2 separate regions of the Hordeum vulgare genome follow, and region 2 is linked to region 1. A link is a contact called in public Hi-C data. All regions are on one chromosome and are shown on one strand. Each heading gives the region's core, a stretch centred on a gene start, on an enhancer-like site or on the middle of the called end of the contact. The rest is flanking DNA. Distances are from core to core; before and after follow the strand shown. Region 1 holds the start of LOC123447546. Region 2 holds the start of LOC123447564 (glutamate decarboxylase 1-like).

The links. A called contact is a pair of places that touch in the nucleus more often than the background predicts.
Region 2: a Hi-C map of leaf shows a contact between it and region 1, with 3 times the contacts expected there. The contact joins the promoter of LOC123447564 here to the promoter of LOC123447546 in region 1. A contact is called at or near these places in 2 of 6 Hi-C or Micro-C datasets (leaf and seedling).

The regions. Positions count from the first base shown.
Region 1 is chr4H:20,799,964-20,802,836 of MorexV3_pseudomolecules_assembly, forward strand. It overlaps LOC123447546, which reads right to left and starts at 1,360. Exons shown (of 7, transcript XM_045124152.1): 1 at 1-1,360. The coding sequence starts at 708.
Region 2 is chr4H:21,107,875-21,110,747 of MorexV3_pseudomolecules_assembly, forward strand. LOC123447564 (glutamate decarboxylase 1-like) reads right to left here and starts at 1,361. Exons shown (of 6, transcript XM_045124171.1): 1 at 993-1,361; 2 at 676-880. The coding sequence starts at 1,084.

The DNA of each region.
Region 1 (2,873 bases), core at 110-2,609:
AGAACCATCGGCATTGACGCTCTTCTTCGTATCTTTCCTGTCATTTCCATCCTGGTGAGTAGTATGGTAGCTAGACGACGGGATTTCAGTAGGAAATGGAAGCACTGTCTTGACTGCATAGCCATTCAAGGGTTCCTCCTTTTCTGGAACCAGATTCTTGTCACTCGAATGGCCTGGTTCATGGACCTCACTTCTCCCCGCGGTGTCAACCTTCCCCTTCCCTCTTCCAAACGACACCTTCTGCTCCAGCACCGGACCAGGCTGCTCGGTCCCGACGCCCCGGTCCCTCTTCTCAGCTACCGATGTGCGGCGATGCCGCGGCACCTCCTCGGACACGAGAAGCTCGGCCAGCTGCTCCACGGTGCTGTTGGCAATGCTGAAATTCCACGGATACAGATCCCCCGTGTTGTTGCTCTCGAGAGGCAGGCCAATCCCGAGCCCCTTCTTCCCATCAGATCCGTTCGCCAGGCCTCCCACGTCAATCTCCTTGACGATGAACTCCCTCGACGAGTCGGCGCTCCTCACGGAAGAGGCGGCGCCCCTCGGCCCCGCGGTGGAGCCGCCCTCCTGCTCGTCCTCCTCCTTGGGCGGCTCGGCCGCGCGCCTCTGGCCGTTGGTGGCGCTGAGCTCCCCGCGGAGCGCGGCCTCGGCCTTGGCGAACCGGTTCTTCTTGAGGAACTCCAGCACCAGATCGATGTTCTCCGCCATGGTTCCCTCCGGCACCCGCAGCGAGACCCGGCGGGAGGCGCTGGGAAGCTTAAAAGGCCGCGCTTTCCGGGGCCCGGGGCCGGCCGAACCGAAGCTTCAGGCTCGCGAGGCCGCGGAATGCGCCCGCGAATCGAGCCCGCGGAGCTCCTCCCCGGAGCCGCGCTCTGCTCCCGCGGCAGCGAGGAGTGGAGCAAGGGGCCGGCCAATCCCTCTAGGGCGACGCGGAACCGCAGGCGCCGCTCCGCAGAGCGAGCGGGCGAGGGAGGAAGCACGAACCCGCGGGAGCCCGGCGGCGCTCGAATCGCGGGAGGAAAACCCTAGCCGTCCCCTCGGCCCCCAGCCCGTCCGCCGCGAGCGGGCGGGAGCGGCGGGGCGGAGGAGGGAGGGAGGGAGAGGGCTAGGAGGAAGCGGGAGGCGGGGCGGATCGGCGGCGGCGCGGGGGCATTGGGGATCAGGGGGCGGCCGGCGCGGCTGGGGGCAGCATATTCGCAGTGGTGGTGGTGGTGCGGAAAAGAAATGGTTTTTTTCCTCGCTCCGTGCCGGCTGCGGTGCGGTGTGGTGTGGTCGATCCGGGGTGGGGAATCGAATCGAGGAGGGATTTCTGGGGAGATGATGGATGGATGGCGATAAATAAGTAAAAGAATCCTAATTTTTTCCCCCCTCTCTCCCTTGCGTGTGTGTGTTTGTGGGCGGCCGTTCAAAACGAAATCGGTCCGGGCGGGGCGAGAGTGACCGTTCGGCGCTTTCATTGGCCTCGCAATTGGATTGCCCTAAGCAAAAGGGAATCCCATCCCATCCTGTCCCAGGTATCTCGCTGTAAAGTGCATCTCGTCTTGGATGCCCTATACCCCATCTAGGCTAGAGGTTACATACAACTACTCCTACAAGATGTGCGCTTTTTTTCCCCGTCTACAAGTATGTATAAAGTGACGAGGAATGTGCGCCTACATTCAGGTTCCATGCAAAGTTCTACTCCTATATGAGCATGAAACACACATAGATATACTGATCAAAAAGGTTGGGTCGAAATAAAAGTTTTCCCGTTGCAATTCCAATTAAAGGTTCTACACAGGGAAAGGGAAAATAAAACCTAAGATCCGCAAAAAAAGGAAACTAGGAAAATAAAAGGCCGGTGCTCTGCGCCCGCGCGCGGCACGATCCGCCAACTGCCGCGCGTCCGTACCGTTAGATCTTCATGCAACATTTTTTTTCACAATGCAGCAAAGTTTCGACGCGATGCAGAAATTTTTTCATCGGTTGCAACAAGAACAAAATTTATAGCAAAAAAATATCTAAGTGATCGTAACAAAAAAAGAAGTTGATGGTGCGTGGTAGCAAAAGTCAAACGCCGGTTGTAACAAATATCTACGTGAACGTGGATGCAACTTTTTTAGTAAACGGTTGCAGCAAAAAATGATGCCGGTTGTAGCAAAAATTAACACGATTGTAGCAAAAGTAAAAACACCGATTGTAACGAAAAATCCAACGAACTGGAGTTGCAACCAAACGTATATCCAGCTTTTTTACTGGACAAAATATAGCAAAAAAAAACGCTTGTAGCAAATATGATGGTGGTTGCAGCAATTTAGACGAAAAAAATGCTGCATGCCTAATCAGCGGGTCGTGTGCGGCCGGCTGAACGGTTCGGCCGACGCACCGGCCAGAAACGTTTCCCAAAATGAAAATATAGGCCCTTGCGCGAGAAAGTGTCGCGGATGGCTGGTTTTTTTTTTCTTTCTATCTTTTGGGTTTGCATCTAAGATGTTGGGATTCCACATGAAGCTCTAGAGGGAAAAAGATTGAGTCCTTCCTCCGAAGAAAAGTCGAGACGTGGCGAATAGGAGATAGAAGCCCTTTCGCGGCAGAAAGTGACGTCTATGTGGATTTCATGGCTTGGCTAGGTAGGTCACGTTCCGTGTGGTAGAGCGGCGGCACCATGCTCTTTGTTACTATCCGAACTCTCTACGATACGCGTAAAGTCGCCTCCTTTTGTCGCACCCTTTTTCTGTTGCCAGCGGGTGTTTTAGCCTGTGTGAGTATGAAGACAAAGCATCGTGATACTGGCGGTGGTGCCTTCTGTCGGGTTACGGTGGGTGTGATGAAGTTGTTGGCGCTCGAGGGGTATATTCAAGGTGGAAGGGGTGATGACCACACACTTAGCTCCA
Region 2 (2,873 bases), core at 111-2,610, 310 kb after region 1:
GACAGTATTAATCCTTGTTGATCTCGAGAAGTGCTTATTCTCCTTGGTTTTCAAACAAATTAGGAGAATCCTCATCTCTAGGAGAATCTTCTGTCGGCACGAAATAGTGATACTACACGCATGGCATGAACTCTGTCCAAATTAAAGCTGAAGGCTGACTATACCTCCTGGTTTTGTCACTTGCTGCTAGCCTGACACGACTACTGAATGCCCAAGTGGCGAATCGACCGACCTTTTTGTTTCTCTCGGTGACATCTAGGACGCCTAGATAAACTTGAGAGCAATGGAAAAGAGTTCCGGAGTCCGTTCCTGCTACATAATTCGTCTCTTTTACACGCGTACATACATAGGAATAAAAATCTGAAACTGTGGGCAGAAAGGTAACTGAACTCTACATATAATAATCGTCGCTAGGGTAGAGGCAAGATACGAACGCGCATATGACGTGGGTGCTCGATCATTTTCTACCATTCCTAGTTTTCAAACTTCCATGCAGGATCACTGGATCAGGCCAAGTGGAGCAGTCATAAGAAGAAGGAGATCTCGATAGCAAATCAGGGGGACTCGAGCACGCAGCAGGTTGGCGATACCGGGGATTAAAGTAAAGAGATGACCGAAGTAACGCCAAAGTAAGCAGTAAATGAGTAATGGAATGGGATGGGAATTAATAGATACCTGGAGCTCGGTGGTGACGGGGTACTCGTCCATGTCGACGTAGTTCTTGTTGATGGAGTCCATCATGAGCTTGTTGCACTCGGGCTCCATCCAGGTGGTGACGAAGGACGCCAGGTTCAGCCGCGGGTTCCCGTCCAGCATCAGCTCGTCGTTGATGATCTGGTACGCCGCTTCCTTGGGGATCGAGTTCTCCGGCATCCGGTACCTACGTACATGCCCATCCCATCCCATCCAAATCAATTAGCATCCATCTCCATGATCCATGATCCATCCGCCATGCGCGCGCGCGCACAAGCAGAGCGCTAGGAAGGACGCACCTTGGCAGGGAGGCGCGGACGTAGCGGGAGGCGAAGGTGGAGTGCACCGAGTCGTCGGACGACCCTCCCGACGCGGCGTGGGAGAGCACCATCTTGATCGCTCGCCGGCGGCGAGGACGGCCGATCCGATCGGAGATGGGGGCCGGCGGTACTGGCTAGCGCTGATGCTGCTGGGTTCGTGCTTGATCAACAAACACGAGGGTCAGGGTCAAGCGCGTTACCAAGGAAAGCGGGAGCGTTTCCTATTGTATGCGCCGTGCTGGCCGGGAGACAAAAATGGCGGAATATTTATAATCGAAATCGAGGGGGTGGGGGAAGGGGAAGATTTTGACGAAGGGGAGGGGGAAGCTACGTACAGCCTACATTTACATGTCACCGTTCAAAAAAAAAAGCATGTAGTACTACATGTGACGCAGTCACGCAGCGTGATCCCGTTCGCCATTCGTCTACGTCTTTTAGTTTTACCGTTGGTTCATGGTTGGACGAAGATGTTTCTGTTCCCGTTTCGTTCGGTCACGCTTTATTCGACACTTGGGGGTCGATGATGCCTGTTCGGGGCTGCGCGCTCCGGTGTCTGGTGTTGGCCCTCCCAAGGTGGAGGAGAAGCTTCCCTCTTTCCATTCGTCGGGTCGCTTTCCCTCTGTTATATTGCTCTTTTGACTCTTCTTTTTTTCGCGCTTTGCTTTCGTAAATTGGCAGCTCAAGGGTGAGGGCAACTCCAACTGACGACCTCAAATGATTCAGCCGCGTTTGTTTGGGATGAAACGGACACAAAACATGACCTAACGCGCGCAAACGGATAGACGTTCAATTTTTGTTCGTCTTGGAACCAAATTTGAATCGTGTTTGCGTCCAAACGGACAGCGCGCGGATGAGACGTACGCTCTTGTTCTCATTTGGGTCGTCCGTCGACGAGACAACGCCTTCCATTTCCCTATCTTTTCAAAAACCCTCCCACCCTCTTCCGACCCCGCCTCCATGGTCAGCGCCCCGAAGCCTGACGCCACCGTCGGCCGGGTCGCCGCCAAAAAGAAGAATGAGGCTTCGAAGCCTAGGCCGCCACTCACGCCGGCGGATCTTGAGAGACTCGGCCGAGAGTTGGCCAAGAGAAGAGCCCAACAGTCCGTTCAGACCCGGAAGAAGGCCATGTCCGAGTACACCCTCAAGGTGGCGACCGTGCAACACAAGGCCGCCATTGAGGACAACAAGGCCCTCGTCGCCAAGGCCATGCAACAAGCTACGACGAACGCCCTCCTCATGCTAGGGTTGTGCCGACCTACCGGCTATTCTTTCGGCCGCCTCCATGGCCGTGACAAGCACACGTACAATGAATCAAGTTTTTTAGTGAACATTCATAAACCTGATAATTAAGTTAATTTAATGTGAGAACTATGTGACGAATAATGTGACAAGTAAGTTATAGTAATCTGGCAAGTACCGACGAAAACAAAAGTTATCGAAACATGTCGGCATGGGATCTACTTTTGAAGATCTCGTCGCGATAAAGTCAGTGGTGAAAATGGATAGATAAATCTTTTTTAAAATGCAATGCTGCTAAACGAGCTCTCCGAGTTGTGCGCATCAGCCGCACGGGAAAGCGAGTGTGCATTGTGTGCACTTTAGATTTTCCCTATTTACTTTCATGACCTTGGACTTGACCAACATGTCTCCGAGGAGACGGTTTTGGTTTGAGAACAAGTAAAATGAGATGCTCGATCTAGATGACCGAGCCACGGCCACGAACGACGTTATTTTGTATGTCGGTTGTGTACATCAGTATGAACTATGGGCCACTAGATATGAATACTGACAATTTTTTTATGGCTGACATGTGTGTCAGCCGCTGACATTTGTTTGCCGGCATGAAACTATGTGGAGGGG